2 separate regions of the Zea mays genome follow, and region 1 is linked to region 2. Evidence: chromatin contacts called from public Hi-C data. All regions are on one chromosome and are shown on one strand. Each heading gives the region's core, a stretch centred on a gene start, on an enhancer-like site or on the middle of the called end of the contact. The rest is flanking DNA. Distances are from core to core; before and after follow the strand shown. Region 1 has its middle 21 kb from the start of LOC103651843. Region 2 has its middle 5.9 kb from the start of LOC109944934.

Region 1 (4,575 bases), core at 1,770-4,269, 210 kb after region 2:
TATCTGAGTTGCATTTCGCTTCCAAAGCTGCTGGAACAGAACTGTTGAACAGTAGCAGTAAAAAGGTGGAAAAGAACTATTGCAGCAACACATATAACTGAACAACAATTTTCATAACAGCCCCATTACAAGTCCTGAAGTCTCAAATTCAATGTTCATAACGGCGCCATTACATGTCCACATAACAGTGCCATTAAAGATTCACATTGATAAACAAGATTATGTAAACATTAACAAAATGAGTCATATCCATGAATTATCATGCATCAACCACCATCCATCTCCATGAACAGTAATGCATCAACCTAGAAGAAACACAAAAGAGCCAACCATCACACCATTCCTCCGGTTACAATTGCAAAATATCTCAAATTAGTATAAGCACCAATAATAGAGCTATAATGGCCGAAAGTACAACAAAAATTACCTAGTCGATTCACAGGTCCAGATCACTCAAATGCTTCAGTACCCATGACTCAAATGTTATGTCAAATGCAGCCGATAAGATACCCCTCATACGCTTTTGTTTGTGTGCTAGATATGTTCCTACTGTCAACTTTTCATCAGTACTAATTGTCATTCAACTATTTGGGTCATGGAAACTCGATGAGATGGACCAGGGTTGCAGCCTGAGCCGTCAGTCCATATCCATGTTTAATACAGTATTGGATTTTTTGATGATCTAATGTTCTATATTTTAACTAAGACCAAAAATGATAAAAGAAAATGAACATATACTATTGAATTTTATGATAATCTAATGATCTATATTAAATCAAAGAATCCATATTGAATATGAGTAAATAATGAATAATCCATAGTGAAGACGATTTAATACACAACTAAATTTGGTAAAGCAAAGAATCCATGCCGAATATAGATAAATTTGGAAACTAAAATATGAAAAAAAGTAATTTAATTTCTATATGACCAATTCCATAAGGAAAGCAACCAAAGGAAACTGATTACGTGAAGTAATCAAAAGGGGTGAATAGACGAAACATGAATTATATAAGTTAAAATTCGAAAATCGTTACGATTGAGGTTGATGATTTCTTGGACTTCCCAACCAAAGAAAACATGTTTATTTTTACTAACGCGCGGTAATTGAAACCGCCAGTAAAAATTTGTGCGTACCGCTAGCTTAGAGCTCTTTTCTGCTAGTGGATGGCAATAGGATAAAGACTCGCCGGGTTTTGCTACCCTAGACCTAGCACGTTAACTCTCCGCTACAATACGCGTACCCATGCACGGGTACAATTCCACACCCATACCTGGACCTATCAGGTATTCTACACCCGATGGGTACCCATACCCATCTAGAGTGGTGGAGCTACGCTTGTCTGACCAACTTAGTTTATGGCGAATGATGAGCGTCGAGCGGCAACGTTCGGCCTTCCGTCTTCCATCTTCCAGGTGTGGGTGTGTCGCGTGCCTGCGTGCAGCTTGGTCGCTTGGATTGCGCATTAACGAATAGTTGCATCGCAAAAGCTTGGAGACTTGATGTGTTTTATTGTTTTGGCTGGTTGTCTACCTACTGCTCTCATGTGTCTCAAGGGCTATGTAGCATGTAGTTGTACTCGGGAGTAAGGAGCCTAAGACAAATCATTGATCTAGGATAAAGTTTTAGTGAATTGTTGACTATATTCCGGGTATTTTATACCCATGGGTGCATGGATATGGGTTTAATGAGTACATACACATACCCGTTCTACCCATTGGGTCCTCTTTTTCTCTCATTAACAATTCGCGGGTATAAAATTGCAACCAAAGACCAAACACGTCCCTAATGGAGTAATTACCCGTCAGGTAATGGGTCTCGTTGCCATCTTTAATCTAGAGAATAAAAACCCCTTCTAATGTACACACATAGTGTAAAGCACATACTTGCATCTTTTGGGACCAAACACTAATAATTCCTAAGGCCTGCACGAGAGAAACAGGGTCTTGGGGACTTTTCTGCTGAGCAATGGACTGTCCGGCCCTGGTGGCCGGACTGTTCGCGGTTGGCCGACACACTGTTCACGGTGGCACAAAGACCTCCGAGAATACTCAGATCCTATCTCCTAGGAGGAATCTGTCGAGGAGGAAGGATCTTGGGTTACTTAGAGTTGTCAGGCCACGCAAAGGGCCTCAAGACGATGTAGAGCTGAAAAGAGATGAAGATTAGGGTTGGGAAACTATAAATAGAGCTAAAACTGCTCCTAATAAAATTCCATTAGCCGAACTAAATCCAATAGTTATAGAAAACACATTTATAATTGTGCCAAAATAGTACATGTAGGTCTACATAGTGTAGTAACATACCATAAAAAGTTTGGTTGGAAAATGAAAAAAAAAATATACTTTGCCGAGTGTTTAAAGATGACACTCGGCAAAGGTTAACGGCCGTCAGCTTTAGACGGTCGCTGACGACCCTTTGCCGAACGTCACTTTCGCCGAGTGTATTTCTGTGCCGAGAGTCCTACTCTCGATGAACGTTTTGTTTACTAAGAGCAGGACTTTGCCGAGTGCGGCACTCGGCAAAGCTTTTTTTGCCGAGTATCCGACAAAAGTACTCGGCAAAGTGCCGAGCACTCGTCAAATCCATGGATTTCGGTAGTGTAAGCTATGGCAGAATATGCATAAACAAAGAACCGATCTTGTGCTGCTGATCCCTGCATGATCTGATGGCAAGTGATGTTCCACGGGTGCTTTTGTCCTGTGTTATCAGTGGTAGTTCGTCGTTAGTTGTTCGTGCTATGACAGAAACATTTTATAGTGTATGGCCCTGGGTAGGCTGACTGGCTGAGACGTGTTGGGTTTGTTCTGTACGCATGTCAGATTGCTGCCAGGATTTTCACCCTGATACGAACTTGGTTGCTCCGTCTCCGTGCGTGCTGAACCCCAAGTCTTGAAGAGTAAGGATTAACGGTGCAATTTTTGTCTGACCGTGGAGCTATCACAAACAGGGTGAGTGGTTAGTCTTTCCCGGCTTTGAGATGTTGAAGTTGATTCAGGAACAGCCACGAGCCACCATTCTTTTTTACTTGATGGGCCAGCGTTCAGCCCATGACCCATTACAGTATATACACACCTCTAACTTAGGTTACTCATCTTTCCATCAGGCCTTGTTTGGATAAAGAGGGATTGAAGTGGATTGAAGTGTATTTTAGGGATTGAAAGAGAAATTAGTTCATATTACACTTCAATACACCTTATACCACCTCAATCCACTCCAATCCAAGATTATCCAAACAAGGCCTCAAATGCTATCATCTTCTACCATTTGCAGTTTTGCACCAGGGTTATGCTAGATTTTGGTTATATCGAGTGCAGGGTTCGTTAGGAGAGGCTTGTAATAATAATTCGAAACATTGGTTTCATTATGAGCGAGAAGGGGGGGTGTCTACCTTTTGTCGTTGCACTGTTGTTGCCACAATCGCAGCTATTGTTTCCGATATTGATAATTGTAGCTAGAAATGCAGAAACTGTTAATAATTCGAAACATTGGTTTCATTACGAGCGAGAGAGGGGGGGTTTACCTTTTTGTCGTTGCACTGTTGTTGCTGTCGCAGCTAATTGTTTCCGATATTGATAATTGTAGCTAGAAATTAACATCAAAAAAATAATTGTACCTAGAAATGCAGAAGCTGTGAGGAGGCCAATTTTGTGTGGGTTGCGCCAGTGATCGAGCTGACGCTCGGCCTCATGGGCCTTAGTGCCATACCACTTTTCAGGCCCCGAAATTTCAATCCGTGCTTGGTAGGCCTTCCTCTAGGAGAACTGGGTGAATGCAAAATGCAATGCACCAAAAACTAAGGTCCAGATTGTATTCCTGTCCTTGCGCTCTTATCAAACATCACTTGAAAAACTAATCCCCACTACCAATTCTACCTGATCCCACTGTCACTTATAAACCATTGGATTCATATTGTTAGTCAAATTCAACCATACTTTTATGGCTAACAATCGTTAATTAAGAAATTAAACCGTTCCATTCCCGGCCATATTTGTAAATTCGTTCCATTCCCGGCCATATTTGTAAATTCGGTCATTAGTAGGTGCCATGGTTTTGTCTTTCCGTCTTCTTTTTATCTTTCTCCTTCCAAGCACTTTGTAAAGTGCTACCAATAAATATTTCTATATGATTGAAACGACTCTCTACTAACTCATTTTAAAAAAATATTTAAAATTAATTATAGATTTAGTGCTTTTAATAGGGTTATTGTAAAATTATTAACCTATTGGTAATTAATGGTTTGTTTGGTTGAAGAGCGGAGGAGAATGGAACGAGTATTGTAAAATTATTAACATATTGGTAAAATTATTGTAAAATTATTAAGTATTTCTCCTTCCATTCTTATTTTTTTGATGTTTGGTTACCATGGAGGAGAGTGGAGCGGCTCCTAAAGTCTATAAATAACAAATATTTGTGATGTTCTCGCTCCACCAAAATGACCGGATGCGAGCGCTCTCATCCCTCTCCTCCACTCAACAGTCATATGACTCTCTAACCAAACAATAAACAGAGCGGCTCCGCTCTATTCTACTCTTCAACCAAACAAAAAATGGAGCGGTTCTGTTCTGCTTGCC
Region 2 (4,296 bases), core at 1,376-3,875:
CTGCTATATGGCCAGCAACATATGGAGATTAATTTACTATGCCTTAAAGATAGACAGGCCCGTTAGCATTAATCACATTATTGGGTTTTGGGGAAGCAATATGAGTCCAGGATACAAAAAATTATTACTCTCTGGAATCTCAGCTTTATTTTGGTCTATTTGGCTTAGTCGAAATGAAGTTGCTTTTAATCATAAACCAATACCATCAATTTTGCAGGTCATTTTCAGAGGTACTTACTGGTTCAGATTCTGGAGACTTCTACAGAAGGAGGAATCACATCAACAAATCCTCGATGTCTGTCAAGCGTTGGAAGTGGTGGCGATGGAAGTCTTTGCAAATCATGGATGGCGCTAAAATGCAAGAATTGAGGATGGCTAGAGTTACCTACATTCTCGTGATTTTGCTTCTTTAAGTTAGTTTCATTTTCTATGCAACGTTTCTCGGATGTAATAATTGTCTTGTGTTGGCTGTACGCATTACCATGCTAAAGCCGGAACTCATGTTTCCATTATCAAAAAAAATAATAATAAAGGAACATATACAACATCATTCTGGCTTCTAATTATATAGCCAATCTAATCTAGAAAACCTAGTGCTCTTTTTAGATGTTGATATTGGGGGCAAACGAGAATTAAATTAGGTTCAATATCAAATCAGTCATAGTATTGAAATAATATGTAATTTCAGTTCTATTGTTTGGATGTCACTGAATTGAAGTTTAGAATTGTAAGGTCTAATTACACACAATTTAAAGGCGTGATGTTTTGTATTGGGAAGGAGTTTCTAGTTATATTCCAATTCCAGAGAATTGTGTATAACCAACAATTTTTTTGAACGTAATGGCAGGAGCTCTACCTCTCAATTAAGAAGAAAGGAATTGATCCAGTTTTAAGGGAAACCGAACCCAAAACCTACACAGGGCATACAAACAACCCAGACAACAGCAACCCCCACACAATACACATCATGAGTCATCGTTGCCGAGCTCAACATAAGTGACGAGCAGCTCCGACTCCCCAAGATAGGCAGCACAAGGCTAAATGAAAAACGACGACGACTACAAACATCGGCCCAAGAGGAGGAAGAATGCGGCGCGTCGTCGTTGCCAAGCACGAGACACCCCGCTCGAGACAGCTCCGATTCTTCGCCAGCGAGACTTCCAAAACTTTGAACCTCTGTCCTGCTCCCGCCAGCAGTAGCGACGCCTTCAGGAAGGGAGTGACGTCGAGGACGCCACCATCGCCGGTCCGAAATGGACGGGGCTTTCGCCCATGTAAGACAGTGCTGGGAAGCACGACGCCCTCAACAGGGGAAGCGGCGCCCAGGGGCGGCGCCGTCGCCAAGGCTTTCGCCCAAGAAAACCCCAGCACAACGCCAAGCGAGGCCCCAGAACAAAAGCAAGCTACCTCCGCCGCACTGACGCACAAACCCCGTAGTCGCCGTCGGGGCCACTGCTGCCCACTTGTTGTTGCCACACACCACCACCGGGGAGCCAGATCTGACGACCGTAGCTCCAAACAAGGCCTCGCCGAACCCACAAGAGGCCATGGTCGCGGAGTCGCCGCCTGCACAAGCCCCAACCAACTGCCGCCACCGCAACCGCCACCGGCCGCCATCGCAACCGCCACCGCACCAACTGCCAGCTGATGAGGCAGATCCGGTCGACAGGGTCCAGATCTGGCCCCCGAGCACCGGAGCCGACCGCCTGGGCCATGGGCCAGGGACCCTAGCCGCCGCCCCCTGCACCTGCGCGGGCACCAGCCGGCGCCGCCACAGCCGCAGAAGCCATCCAGACAACTCTACGCAGCCGCGCGAGGGATGGCTTGCCGGCCTGCTGCGGAGCGCGCCACCAACGCGAAGAAGAGAGCCTCGCCGCCACCCTCCCTGCTGGCCGGACGGCCATGCCGGCGGCCAGCTCCGGCGGCGGCGTGGCAGGAGAGAGGAAGAGAGGGAAAGCGGCGGCGGGCTTGGGAGCCGCCCGTGTCGCCCCGCGTGGGAGCGACGCGAGCGTGGGATTGTACAACCAACAATAGAATTCATAAAAATTGAATCCAATTCCTAATTACTAATTCCATGCTCCAATATCTACGTCCAAACGTGGTATAGATTATATATCCAAAAGAGGGCCTAAATATACCAGCAGACTAGTGAAGCATGACTGTGAAGGCTGCAAGTTGGCATTTGGCATACAGTGTGTATACTTATCTAGTTATCTACGCACCCGTACCTACGTACCTTGCGCAGGCTCGATGTACACGGCGAAAATGACGAGCGTGGCTGCCAATATCGCCAAGCACACAGCCAGCAAGGAGGGACGACGCGCCTTCATTCCGCGCTCTTCTCTTTCTCAGCTCGCTCGTCGTCTTGGGTCTTCAGCTGGCGGGTGAATCGATCGTAACTCGATTGGCCCAGTGCATGCATCCAGGGCTGTGTTAACTGCCTTCTTATATAGATAGCTCGCGGTCCGCGCTGCTTATTAGACTAGAGTACTGTATTAACCTAATAACCTGCTCATCACGGCTCACAGCAAGTGCGTAATTAACCAGTCAAGAACCGAGCTGTCAACTGGTCATGTACGGTGTTGCCGGTGCACGACTTGTGAAAAGATGAATGGCCGAATGGTTGACTTGTCGTCTGAACGGAGACGACGACTAGCTACAGCGTCGTCCACAGCACCGCCTCGTGCGAGAGCAGGCGGTTGCGACGGCGAAAGGACTGTGGATGAACATACAGCAACAGCAACCTCCTTTTGGCTTTGTTTCTCTTCGTTTCTCTTTGTTTTTGTTTGGTTTTATGGGCATGTTCACGGTTCACCAATTAATCGCCGCATTGCATGATCAGTAAGGCCCCTCAATCGGATGCATCGTTTGGACGACGGCATCCACAATCAGAACACTGACACTGACAGAACCCAAAAGCAAGACGACGATCTGAAAGAAAGAGCCAGAGTGGGAAAGGCCGAAGAACGGCAATTAAGCTGACAATAATTGAAAACGAAGCTGTCTCAGGCAAATACAAATTAAAAGCAGCATCCATCGTACGAGTACATCATAGTCTCATAGCACAAAGGTGATAAAGGGGGTCATCAGTTCATCACATCGCTAATATATCATTGGCGGCGTTCCTATCCACTATCCTGCCAGCTCCGGGCGCGCGATCTTGCGGCGGTGCGGCGTTGGCGGCGGCGGCGGGGGAGCACCGGGGTGTCTGCACTCAGGCTCAGGGTCGGGGCACATGTGTTGCACAGTGCCCCCTCGCGGTGGTGGCGGCGCCCAGCCCTCATGCCCTCCGTCTGGCTGAGCTTCTGCATGGTGCGCATATATGCATCAATGCATGGTCTCCATCACCAACAGCAGAGATTCTTATTAATGAAGTTACAGCAAGTACTGCTCCTAACTCAACTGAACACGCCATACATACAACGTAACATACCTTGGACCTCGGCGGAGCAGTCGACAATGATATAGCAAGACACGATGACAGCCAGGAGCATCGTTATCACATACATGAAGCGAGGACAAGAACACCTCTTCGTCGTCATGGTGTTGTCGGTGGTGTATGAGTCAGTAGAGAGGAACAGGGGATGGATATGCTGGCAAACCTGTGCTACGACCTATGGTCGTCTTCTGTATATACTAGTACTACTGATCACTTGGACAATGGACTGACAACAAGCAGATAATAATAAAAAATTCCTAGTACATTTAAACAAAGTACAGAGTCAGTACACTAAACTTTAGTCTAGCTTAGGCCCCGTTTTTTTCCTTTTACTAAACTTTAGTCACTGTCAGTATCACATTGGATGTTTTAATACTAGTTAGTAGTATTAAATATGGTCTAATTATAAAATTAATTACATATATATGGACTAAATAATAAGACAAATATATTAAACCTAATTAGTTCATGATTCAATTCTGTGATGCTACAGTTTGTTAATCATATACTGATTATGTTTCATAAATTTGTCTCACTGTTTAGTGTTTAACTATATAATTAATTTTATATTAAACTATATTTAATACTCATAATATTCATTAAAATATCCAATGTGAAACATACTAAACTCTAGTCCGCCAGACGGCTAGAATGGGACTAATTAGTGTACATACAATTTTTTTAGTCCCAAGATCAAGCAATACCAACTAAATTTTAAGTTCACTGATTTTTTTAGGCGACCAATTTTTATAACATTAAACCCTAAACCCTAGGCAAACTAAATAGACCCAAAAACTTCCAAGGTGAGTCACGTTGCTTGCACTTTGCTACTTGCTAGCCGTTGATCTTGACCCTGA

What was found. A called contact is a pair of places that touch in the nucleus more often than the background predicts.
Region 1: a contact with region 2 is called in a Hi-C map of ear, with 2.0 times the contacts expected there. The contact joins two enhancer-like sites. A contact is called at or near these places in 4 of 25 Hi-C or Micro-C datasets (ear, leaf and tassel).

Annotation. Positions count from the first base shown.
Region 1 is chr3:28,124,167-28,128,741 of Zm-B73-REFERENCE-NAM-5.0, forward strand. No RefSeq gene overlaps it. Among protein-coding and RNA genes, the nearest start is that of LOC103651843, 21 kb to the right of the region's middle. Within about 2 kb of position 3,020, at least 12 of the 20 cell types and tissues checked have an H3K27ac peak or open chromatin away from gene starts, as enhancers often do. A contact at or near this core is called in ear, where this site is marked.
Region 2 is chr3:27,919,151-27,923,446 of Zm-B73-REFERENCE-NAM-5.0, forward strand. No RefSeq gene overlaps it. Among protein-coding and RNA genes, the nearest start is that of LOC109944934, 5.9 kb to the left of the region's middle. Within about 2 kb of position 2,626, at least 5 of the 20 cell types and tissues checked have an H3K27ac peak or open chromatin away from gene starts, as enhancers often do. A contact at or near this core is called in ear, where this site is marked.